3 separate regions of the Gossypium hirsutum genome follow, and regions 2 and 3 are each linked to region 1. A link is a contact called in public Hi-C data. All regions are on one chromosome and are shown on one strand. The core of a region is the stretch at or near the end of the contact, and the rest is flanking DNA. Distances in the headings are between cores, read along the strand shown.

Region 1 (3,068 bases), core at 344-2,843:
TGTAGATAAATGTAATACTTCTCATACTCTCAACCCGTTTTATTGAGAAGTATTTTTTTATTATGAAAAAGCATGTTTATATTTATTATATTATGAGAAAATATTTTTACATTAATTACGTTATGAGAAAGTGTGTTTATATTAACAATCTCACGATTTATTACATGATGAGAGAGAAATATGGAGAGAAAATCAGAAATTCCATCAAGAGGGCATCCATGTAATTTTATAAATTTTTTTAAAAATATATAACAACTCCCTAATTTTAAATTTGATATTTAATATATTCATGCATAAGACTGCTTGTTAACATCCCAAATATCAATATTTTATCGTTCCCCTTCTCCGATTTGTAATATGGAAGTGACAGATGGTGAAATTGATTTGGACGAGATTAAAGAGGATGATAGAAAAGGCGGATACGGGGGGTTGGTAGAGACCCTGGCCCCCCTAAATGGAAATTTTTTATTTAGACTATTGAAATTTTTTAAAAATTTTAAATTAATAAACGTAAAATTATACTTTGACCCCTCTAAAATTATAAAAATTCGATTTAATCCTTTAAAAATTATAAAAGTATATACTATACAAAATTAAAATTTCATTCGACCCCTAAAAATTTGTTCTAACTTCACTCTTGGATGATAGAGAGTGAGATGGAGGTGTGGAGAGGTGCATCCTTTACCATGACACCATATTACACTTGTTTTAACCCCACTTATCCACCCCTCCCTTCACTCCAAATCATGTAAATCCACGCTCAATTACTCTATTTAGTTCACATTTATCATTGAAAGTATATTTTCTGCTTCTTTTTAGGATCATTTCCATCAATTCAACTGCAGACATGTTTAATGTTCTAATCGCAACAAACCCAGAATTTATTAGCCAACTAGACTGCTCATTGGATATGTTGAAGACTTTTCTTGGCCTTTCATGTTGATTTTGAGGTGCTTACAGTTTGATTTTGCATTGGCTTGATTCATGCTACAAACCAAGAATCGGATGTCCTCACTCACCATTTGGTCAATCAATCCACTATTTCATTTTGTTATTATTACTATGTTTCTGTGGCCCATATGCTCAGTAACCTCATAACATGTCATCAAAGCCACAAGTAATAGAAAATTGTTTAATTTCCATCTGCAAATGTTATCTGCAGCCTCTCTTTTTAGCTAAGATACTAGAATCCTCCTTTAACCATCATAAAATAATTGATGGTGCTCTCAATGGACCTCACATGGTCCCCTCCCCCGTTGCAAGTTGGATACATGGCATAGAGTTAACCCTACCTTGTTTCTGTTATCAGCAAATCTTGGTGCTCTCACATGCTTCCATGGTTCAAACAGTATTCTCTATTTTGCAGTCCTAGGAGCCAGAATTTTTTTGTAAGAGTGAGAATAAATAAATAAATAAAAAGAGAGAAAATTATAATTTTTTTTTGAAGCTAAAAGAAAATTATTTACCACATTTAAGCATGAAAATTTGAAAACAATGTGAAAGAGGAGGGAGGCCAGGCCTCGGCCTGTGACCTTGCCTACGCCCCTAGGCCTAGGTCTGAGCCAGTTTCTAAAACAATAGCTGCGTTAGGCTTAATAAAGAAGAGGTTCCTTAATTGTTAGTGTCTCGTTTACCTAAAACCGTAATGGATAATTATTGTTTGTCTGTATCTAATGCAAGAATCTAGTGTATCTTAGTCTACAAATTTTGGAAACAATACAAACACACTATACATTTAATGAAAAGGACAACGATACAATTATTACAAACACATTTAAATACGATTAAATCTATTGATTTCTGTGTGGCCTATTAATTACTGTTTATTTCGTATACCTTAGAAATTATTTGTTAATAATTTTAATTCAATTGGCATGAATATTATTGTCAATACAGAATGATGTGAGTTTGAGTGTAGCGTATTATGCTCCTATTTATGGGTTGAGAAGAAGCTATAAATAATTCTAAATATTGTGTCAAAAAGAACATATATAATCAGAATCTATAATAAAATTATTAAAAAAAACATTATCAATGTGTTTACTAATAGCCTAGATTCAATAACAAGAGATTAAAGTATAAAATTCTTAAATTTGAGTATCATTTATGTAAATTTCCCGTTTGAATTTTATTCTAATTTAAATATCATCATAAATTTACTTTATTTTGTTCCAATATAATCGTGTTAAGTTTAGAAAGAAAGAAAAAAGAAAATCCATCATCTAAAGGTTTAGAAATGAAGTAGCTTTGGGCGATGTATCCATTGCAACGAAAATGAAGGGGCCTTATAAGGGCCTTTTTTCTTTTTTTCTGTAAAATACGTCCATAGCCCTCGGCTCTATGGTCCATTTGACAATACCGGCTTCGCTAAGTCAAGGGTAAATGTCGGGTAATCGGGTCAAGTCGGACAAACATGATTTTTCATTTTTTAGAACATTTTCAAAATAAAAAAAAATTATATCTTCTATATTTCGGCCTTCTCGGCCGACTCATCTCTACTAGCATTAAATTTTTTATTGAGTTTAATTTCACAAATAATCGAATATTATTTTAATTATTTAAAATGTTAATTAACTCAAATATTATAAGAAAAAAAGTCAATCAATAAAAGATCCTCAAATTATGACCCTCAATTTAAATTAGTTTCTAAACTTTAAAACGTTTTAATTATATTTTTAAACTATTACTATTAAATTAATAAAACCTTTTTATTATTGAAACTGTTATTTTAAACATTTCAAGACGTGTAAAATCTTATGCGAAATAATTAAAAATGAAATTTTAAAGAAAAGTAAAATATTGTCGCATAATTTTTAAAATTAAAAATAAAAATAGAGTAAAATAGAAAAAAGAGTATGAAATATTGTTTCTATAAAAGCTTTGAGAACCATAAAATCAAGACTTTTACAACATCTATTTTTATAATATTTATTTTCCTTTAAAGTTTTCATTTTAAATAATGTCATATAAAATCTGACGTATCATTTAAAAGTTAAATTAATGATTTTAATAACGAAAGGACCTTATTGAAATAGCATCGATAATCAGAGGATGTAGTTAGAATTTAG
Region 2 (3,434 bases), core at 500-2,999, 260 kb after region 1:
TTCTTTAATATAATGAAATTGCATTGCCATTCATAAATGCGTGCATACATAAACTGTGAATTCTGAGATATTACATTGATGATTGATTCATAAAATTGATACTCTGAATTGATAATTGATTGTGATCATTCTATGCATTACTATTTAGTATGTTTCATCGACTGTTTGCATTGATTTTCTTATGATTGAATTCAGAATGAGCTTCATAGCTCACTCCCCTTTTATTACCATCTCTACAGATAACCCACTAGGTTAGGACGAGAGCATGACATTTGGAGGGTTTCGATTTTGTTTTGTTTTTATTAAAATATTTTAGATTTATTATTTGATATTTTGTTACTCAGAGACTATATTGTTTTATTTTAGATTTGTGGCACAAGACTCACGATTTGAGTTTAAATAGCATGCATGACATTTAATTTAATTTTAGGATATGGAAAATATGGTTTTTAATTATTTATGCATAAATTCTGATTTTTACTAAATTAAAACTAAGTTGAATATCATTTTTCCGTTGCTAGATTGTAAATGAAAAATTAACTATGTTTTCTTGAAAGTGGTCACCATTACATAGGAAAGTTAATCTAAATCGGTTTTTTAATAACTAGTAAACTTTTCCAAAAATAGACTATGTTTTCTACTAAAATAAACAAATGTTTTAATATGACTGTTTATAAACTTCAGTAACCCTGCTAGGCCATTTTAGTGGCTAATGTAATTTTCCAAATTCAGACTTAAAGTCTAGGCTAGGTTGGGAAGGTTACATCTTTTTTCTTTTCTAAACTTAAAATCCCGTTTAACCTTAAGAGTGTGTTTGGATGAAGTATTTTAAAATTTTTGAGATTTTTAAAATGCTAGCATTTTAAAATTCATCAATTTAAAATACTAGTATTTATAATTGACTTGTTTAGATAAAAAACTGATTTAGGAAAAAAATAGGTTATTAAAATTTTAGAAATTAAAAAATAAGTATAAAAGATATATTACAAATTAAAAAAATCAATATAAAAGAAGAATAATTAGATTAAAAATAATATTTTAATAAAAATAAATAAAAATTATTTTTGAGGTTTAAGTAACTTCAACCCCAAAATGTGAGTTGTTCCTCTTTTGATCATGTTTTGGGTGTGGATGAATTTTAGGTAAATATGTGTAAAATTTTGTGGTTGTATGGGTTTTGGGGAGGAAGTTTGATGAATTCAAGGATTGGTGAGGATTGTAATGGTATGAGTTTTGTATAGGATTGGGTGTTTTTAATTTTGTTGTTGTTGGTATGGATGTAAATTCTTTTATTTGTGTGTAAATTTTGTTGTTTGTATGGTTTTTTTAATATTTTGTTTGGGTGTTGTTTATGAATTGCTTTGGATTGGCTAGTAATGTTGGGAGTGAGGGTTAGTGGGTGATGGTCGTAAGGTGAAAGAGTATGGCAATAGTGTGGGATGGGATATTTTGGTTTTTACTTATAATTGGGTTTATAAAATTTTGTTACATAAAATTAATATCACTGTTAAGGAATTAATAGCCACATAGGATTTGCAGTTAAGGAATTCACGGTTTGACCAATAAAAAAACACTCATAATTTGAGTGACATCTACTGGAATTTACCCTTAAACGAACACTTTGTAAAAGAAATAAAAAGCCTAGAAGTATGCAAATATACTGGGCCTTTAAACCCAAACTGACATAGCGAATTTGGGCCCATGGGTAGGTCCAATCAAAATGCACAGCTTAGGTCTTTCAGTCGAGAAAAGTCGGTTGGTTGCAGCGTTTTCCGCCACTTTCTAATCTAAAACGAAAAGTCTCGAATCGCCTAGAATTTTCGCTGAAATTCTCTATTAAAAGGAATTCCGACCAGTTCTGCAGAATCCCTTGTTCAATTTATTTGCAAGAAACAAAGGTTGTGATTTAGTTAGAATAAGAAACTATGGCCAAAGATGGACCCAACTGGGATGGATTGCTGAAGTGGAGCATTGCTAACTCTGATAGAACTCGACCTACTCGTAATTTAAGGTAACCCCATCTTTTTTTCCTCAAGGGCCTTTTTGTTTCTTTTACGATCGTCAATTGATATTTAGCGGGTAATCAATTATTCGTTTATTTGTATAGTGAGGAAGATAAAAGATGGTTTATGGAAGCAATGCAATCGCAGACCGTTGATGTGATTAAGCGAATGAAAGAGATAACTATGGTTATGCAAACTCCAGAGCAGGTTTTGGAAGCTCAAGGAGTTACAGCTGCTGATATCCAAGGTACTATTGCACAATCCCCAAGGTGTTTTCAAGCTTTTTTTTTTTTGTTTCTAGGTTTTAAGAGTAGCTTTGTTTGCTTACTGATTTGATGGTGGCAGATATGTTGGATGAGTTGCAAGAGCACGTTGAGTCTATTGACATGGCAAATGGTAAGTTTTATTGTTTTGAGATTATTACCTAGCTGTTCTTTACTAACTGATTTCTTCATAATGAATGCTCAATTTGATGCATTACATTGGCTGCTTAGAATTTCATTTTTTGGGATAAGTAATTCTTTAGGATGCTACCAATAATGGAATTGGGATTTTCAATTTCATAGACTTGTTGCATCATATAACTTCTATTTTCGCCTTGATACTGTTCCTACAAATATAAGTTTTTTCTGTGAAATGGCTGTAGGAAAAAAACGTCGCCCTTTATTCAGCCCTCTAGTCTTTTCAACGGATCTTTAGCCTGTTTGTTCTCATCCACTTTCAAAAAATTTATACTTAACACAGTCTGTGCATTTGAGCAGATCTACACTCAATTGGTGGTTTAGTCCCTCTCCTTGGTTATCTGAAGAATTCACATGCTAATATTCGAGCCAAAGCTGCAGAAGTCGTATCCACCATTGTACAAAATAATCCCCGGAGTCAACAGTTGGTTATGGAAGCAAATGGCTTAGAGCCTCTCCTTTCCAGTTTTACCTCTGACCCTGATGTAACTGTTCGAACCAAAGCACTTGGTGCAATATCTTGTGGGTACAACTGTTGTTCTATAGTATACTTCTTAATTCTTAATTTCAGTGAACATGCTCATACAAAAACATGACATGACATTTTTTTTTTTGCAATTGGATTTCAGCCTTGATCCGCCACAACAAACCCGGTATTGCTGCATTTCGACTTGCAAATGGTTATGCAGCCTTGAGAGATGCTTTGGGAGCTGATAGTGTAAGATTTCAAAGGTAATCTTGGGATAGGTCTTTGCAGTCCGGGTCTGCATCATCTTTTTGCTGTTATTATGTTTCGGGGTTTCGTTCTAGGCTGTCTCCGACGTATGAGGAAATGATTTTTAGATATCAAATAAATTCCTATAGTTCAAAGATCACTTGTGTATTTTTTCTCTGGTTAGTTTCCCTACTCTGGTTTTCTCATTTAATTCTCTTTTTCTTCCAGGAAAGCCTTGAACTTGATTCAATATCT
Region 3 (3,433 bases), core at 557-3,056, 280 kb before region 1:
GACCTTAAACAAGTATCATGACACCAAGGGTGTAAAAAATGGAAGTTAAGAGAACACCATGCCTTGCACACAACACACACCGAGATCAGAAGTGATTGAAGAATAAAATTCCAGATCTAAAAGCGGGAATCAAGAACTCCAAACACCTTCCAAATTAGCCTCACTCAGATAGTTAACAGTTTACAACATATGAAGTCTGATAGCAAATATGCATGCGGAAACCAATTGAATAACAATGTCAGAATTTGTTCCTTGCATAAAAATAAAATACAAAGGCAAAGCTAAATATAATAACACCTAAAACTCCACTAGTTTCAACTAAGAGTTGACAAACTTTCGGGTTGGCCAAGAAAAGAGATGGCTAGCCAATCATCAAAATGAGGATGCACAATCATGCTGTTAAATAAGATGTGTGGATAAATGCTGACAATTGTTGGTACAACTAGGCATTGATTATAAAGTCAAGTACAAAGTACAAGTAACATAATACTACCAATCACTGCACAGAAAGACAAGGGGAAAGGGGGGGGGGTGGAGAAACAAGACAAGATGTACTACAATACCAAAAACAAGATCAAGTATCACAAGAGGAGTGATCTTAAACAATGACTGAATGCAAAACTCAATTCTGCCATAGCAAAAGCTATCATACAGCCAGTGACAACAATCTGTAGTGGAGTCAGCAAAACAATGCGGAAAAAGATAATATATATATATATATATATACAATAATTGATAAAATGCCCAAGTTTGTGTCATATAAAACTTGCTAGCGGCCCCTGACACCGGATTACAACCTAATTGTACCGCAACAGCTGGCAATACAGAGACTTTCATCTTTACACAACTATAAACCAAATTATTTAAGTCATTAGTTAAAACTAATCTACTAAAACATCCCATAAAAATGTGTTAAAGATATAGACAAGCAAACCAAATAAGAGTCTAGTAGAGATGGTATATCGATAATCAATCAAACAGGGATGTTATGACTTGTACCAGCCCACAATATATTTATTCAACTCATCTCCCATATTTATGACACAAAATCTTCAGAAAATTACAGCTGCAGGGCAAAATAATAGGGTTCATCAGCTGATTTGTTAGACTGTAAATATTCCCAGGATAAGGACCGGGACATTACTGAAAAACCCAGTTTCAAGAACTGGGGAAAAAACAGTTTACTATGTTTAAGATTATCATCAAACAAGTATTGCTGGGAATAATTAGAAATTATGTGTGGGAGCTGCCACCAAAATCTTCAACTGAGTAAACGTTTGGCTGCCGCGAAAACTAAGAAAGATAAAAAAAGAAAGATAAAATTTTTAATAAAATTGAAGCAAAACAGAGCCTTAAAAATAGCTTCTTGGAAGCACAAAGAGAAGTCCAGAACAAGGATTAAACAGATAGAGAAAATGTGAAATAAATACTTAAAAACTAATGGAAAAAACAGGATAAAAGAGCTCACCATATTTTCTTTGAGTTCAAGTGCCCAAATTTAAACTTTGTGTTGGTTGCATCTTCAAGCTTACAATCTCCGACAAGAACAGCAAAGGATTAAGGAGAACATAAAATCAAAGCCGACAGTCCAAACAACCAAAACACACAAACTCTCTCAAGCAAAGGGGGATGGATGGGGGGAGAAAGATAATAAAATGAGAAAAAAAAAAGAAAAGAAAGAAGGGGGAGGGGGGGACTATAGTCCGCGTTTCGCGGCACAAGGAGACGAGTATGATGTAGACTCGACCTTCTGCTCCGCTCAGAAGCACCTCTCAGATGTCAGTGATACGTTACGTCCCTTTTTCTCTTTATTTTTATATTTATTTATTACTTTTAACTCTATTATAATTTCCTCTTTATTTAATTCAATACCTAAAAAAATTGCTTTTCTTGTTTGTTTTTTTAGAATTTTATGAAATTTTATTTTTTTATCTAATTATAGTTAAAAAAATAAATTTCAAAATTTAAAATAACAAAAATTCAGAATTCTTTTCGAAGAATTTTTGACGTTTTTATAATTTTTGAAATTTAAATTAACAGGTTAATTTTTTTAAGGATTTTATGATTTTTTAACTTTTACATAATTATAAATTTAAAAATATTTTTATAATTTAAAAATAATTAATTAATTTTATGAATTTTAAGAACTTTATGATATTTTTATAATTTTTTAAAAATATTATTAAAAAATTGTAAAAAAGATTAAATAAGATATTTTAACAATAGTCCAAGATTAAATTAGTTAATGTATCATATCATTCTTTCGTTAATACTGTAACGACAATTGATGGACGAATGATTTAGTTATAAAAAAATAACTAAAATTTAATGACTATTTTTTGTAGTTTACTCAACAAATTACTTTGCTTGTTTTTTATTTTTTATTTATTTTGATATCTCAAAAATTTAATTTATTATCTAATTACACTTTTTTTAAAAATTATTATTCAAAATATTTTTTTATGAGTATATTGATGGGTGTAAGTTTTTTTTAAAGGTGTTGAATGAAATTTTAGTTTTTTATAGTTTATATTTTTATGATTTGTAAAAGATTAAATTGAATTTTTATAATTTTAAGGAGGTTAAAGTATAATTTTACTTTTATTAATTTAAAATTTTTAAAAAATTTCAAGAATCTAAAATAAAATTTTTTATTTTAAGGAGGGCCGGGGCGATGTTAGCCCCGGCTACGCCCCTGTTGAATAGGGGTGTGCATAATTCGGGTAAAACCGAAAAAATTCGGTTAACTGACCGATTAACCGAATTCGGCCGGTTAACCGAATTTTTTCGGTCGGGGGTCGGTTAATTTTTTTATGATTTTTCGGTTAACGGTTAATTCGGTTCGAAACCGGTCGGTTAACCGAAACCGAAAAAATTAATAAATAAAATTATCCAACCCAACCCAAACTCAATTACCCAACCCAATAAAACTAAAACTAAAGTTTACCCAATTACCCAATCCAATAAAACTAAAACTAAAAGACAACCCAATTTACTAAAGTCTAAAATCCAATTTACTTTAATAATTTATAAATTTTTTAAATTTTAAAAATAAAAAATAAAAAAATTCGGGTATTTTTCGGTAATTCGGTTAATTCGGTTAATTCGGTTAATTCGGGTAATTCGGGTAATTCGGGTAATTCGGGTAATTTTTAACCAAAAATAAAAAATACATAATTTTCGGTTAATTCGGTTAACCGACTTTATTAACCGAAAAAATTTCAGTTCGGTTAAATTTTTTTTAAAAAAAATCGGTTCGGTTAACGGTTAAAATTTTTGGAAGGTCGATTAATTCAGTTATAGTAATTTCGAGTCGGTTAACCGGTCGGTTAACCGAATGAACACCCCTACTGTTGAATGCTACAATTAAAATTTATTGTCTAATTATTTCATAACTATGAAAAAACATTAGTAGGAGCATGGGCGTATTTTT

What was found. Hi-C and Micro-C count contacts between places; a contact is called where the count stands out from the background.
Region 2: a contact with region 1 is called in a Hi-C map of leaf, with 1.7 times the contacts expected there. The contact joins the promoter of LOC107948887 here to the enhancer-like site in region 1. A contact is called at or near these places in 2 of 34 Hi-C or Micro-C datasets (both in leaf).
Region 3: a contact with region 1 is called in a Hi-C map of leaf, with 1.8 times the contacts expected there. The contact joins the promoter of LOC107948901 here to the enhancer-like site in region 1. A contact is called at or near these places in 3 of 34 Hi-C or Micro-C datasets (leaf and petal).

What each region holds. Positions count from the first base shown.
Region 1 is chrA04:73,229,003-73,232,070 of Gossypium_hirsutum_v2.1, forward strand. No RefSeq gene overlaps it. Among protein-coding and RNA genes, the nearest start is that of LOC121228333, 17 kb to the right of the region's middle. Within about 2 kb of position 1,594, at least 5 of the 9 cell types and tissues checked have an H3K27ac peak or open chromatin away from gene starts, as enhancers often do. A contact at or near this core is called in leaf, where this site is marked.
Region 2 is chrA04:73,488,035-73,491,468 of Gossypium_hirsutum_v2.1, forward strand. It overlaps LOC107948887 (hsp70 nucleotide exchange factor fes1), which reads left to right and starts at 1,750. Exons shown (of 6, transcript XM_016883545.2): 1 at 1,750-2,011; 2 at 2,108-2,250; 3 at 2,349-2,399; 4 at 2,765-2,986; 5 at 3,094-3,196; 6 at 3,408-3,434. The coding sequence starts at 1,926.
Region 3 is chrA04:72,948,148-72,951,580 of Gossypium_hirsutum_v2.1, forward strand. It overlaps LOC107948901 (transcription factor AS1), which reads right to left and starts at 1,807. Exons shown (of 2, transcript XM_016883559.2): 1 at 1,469-1,807.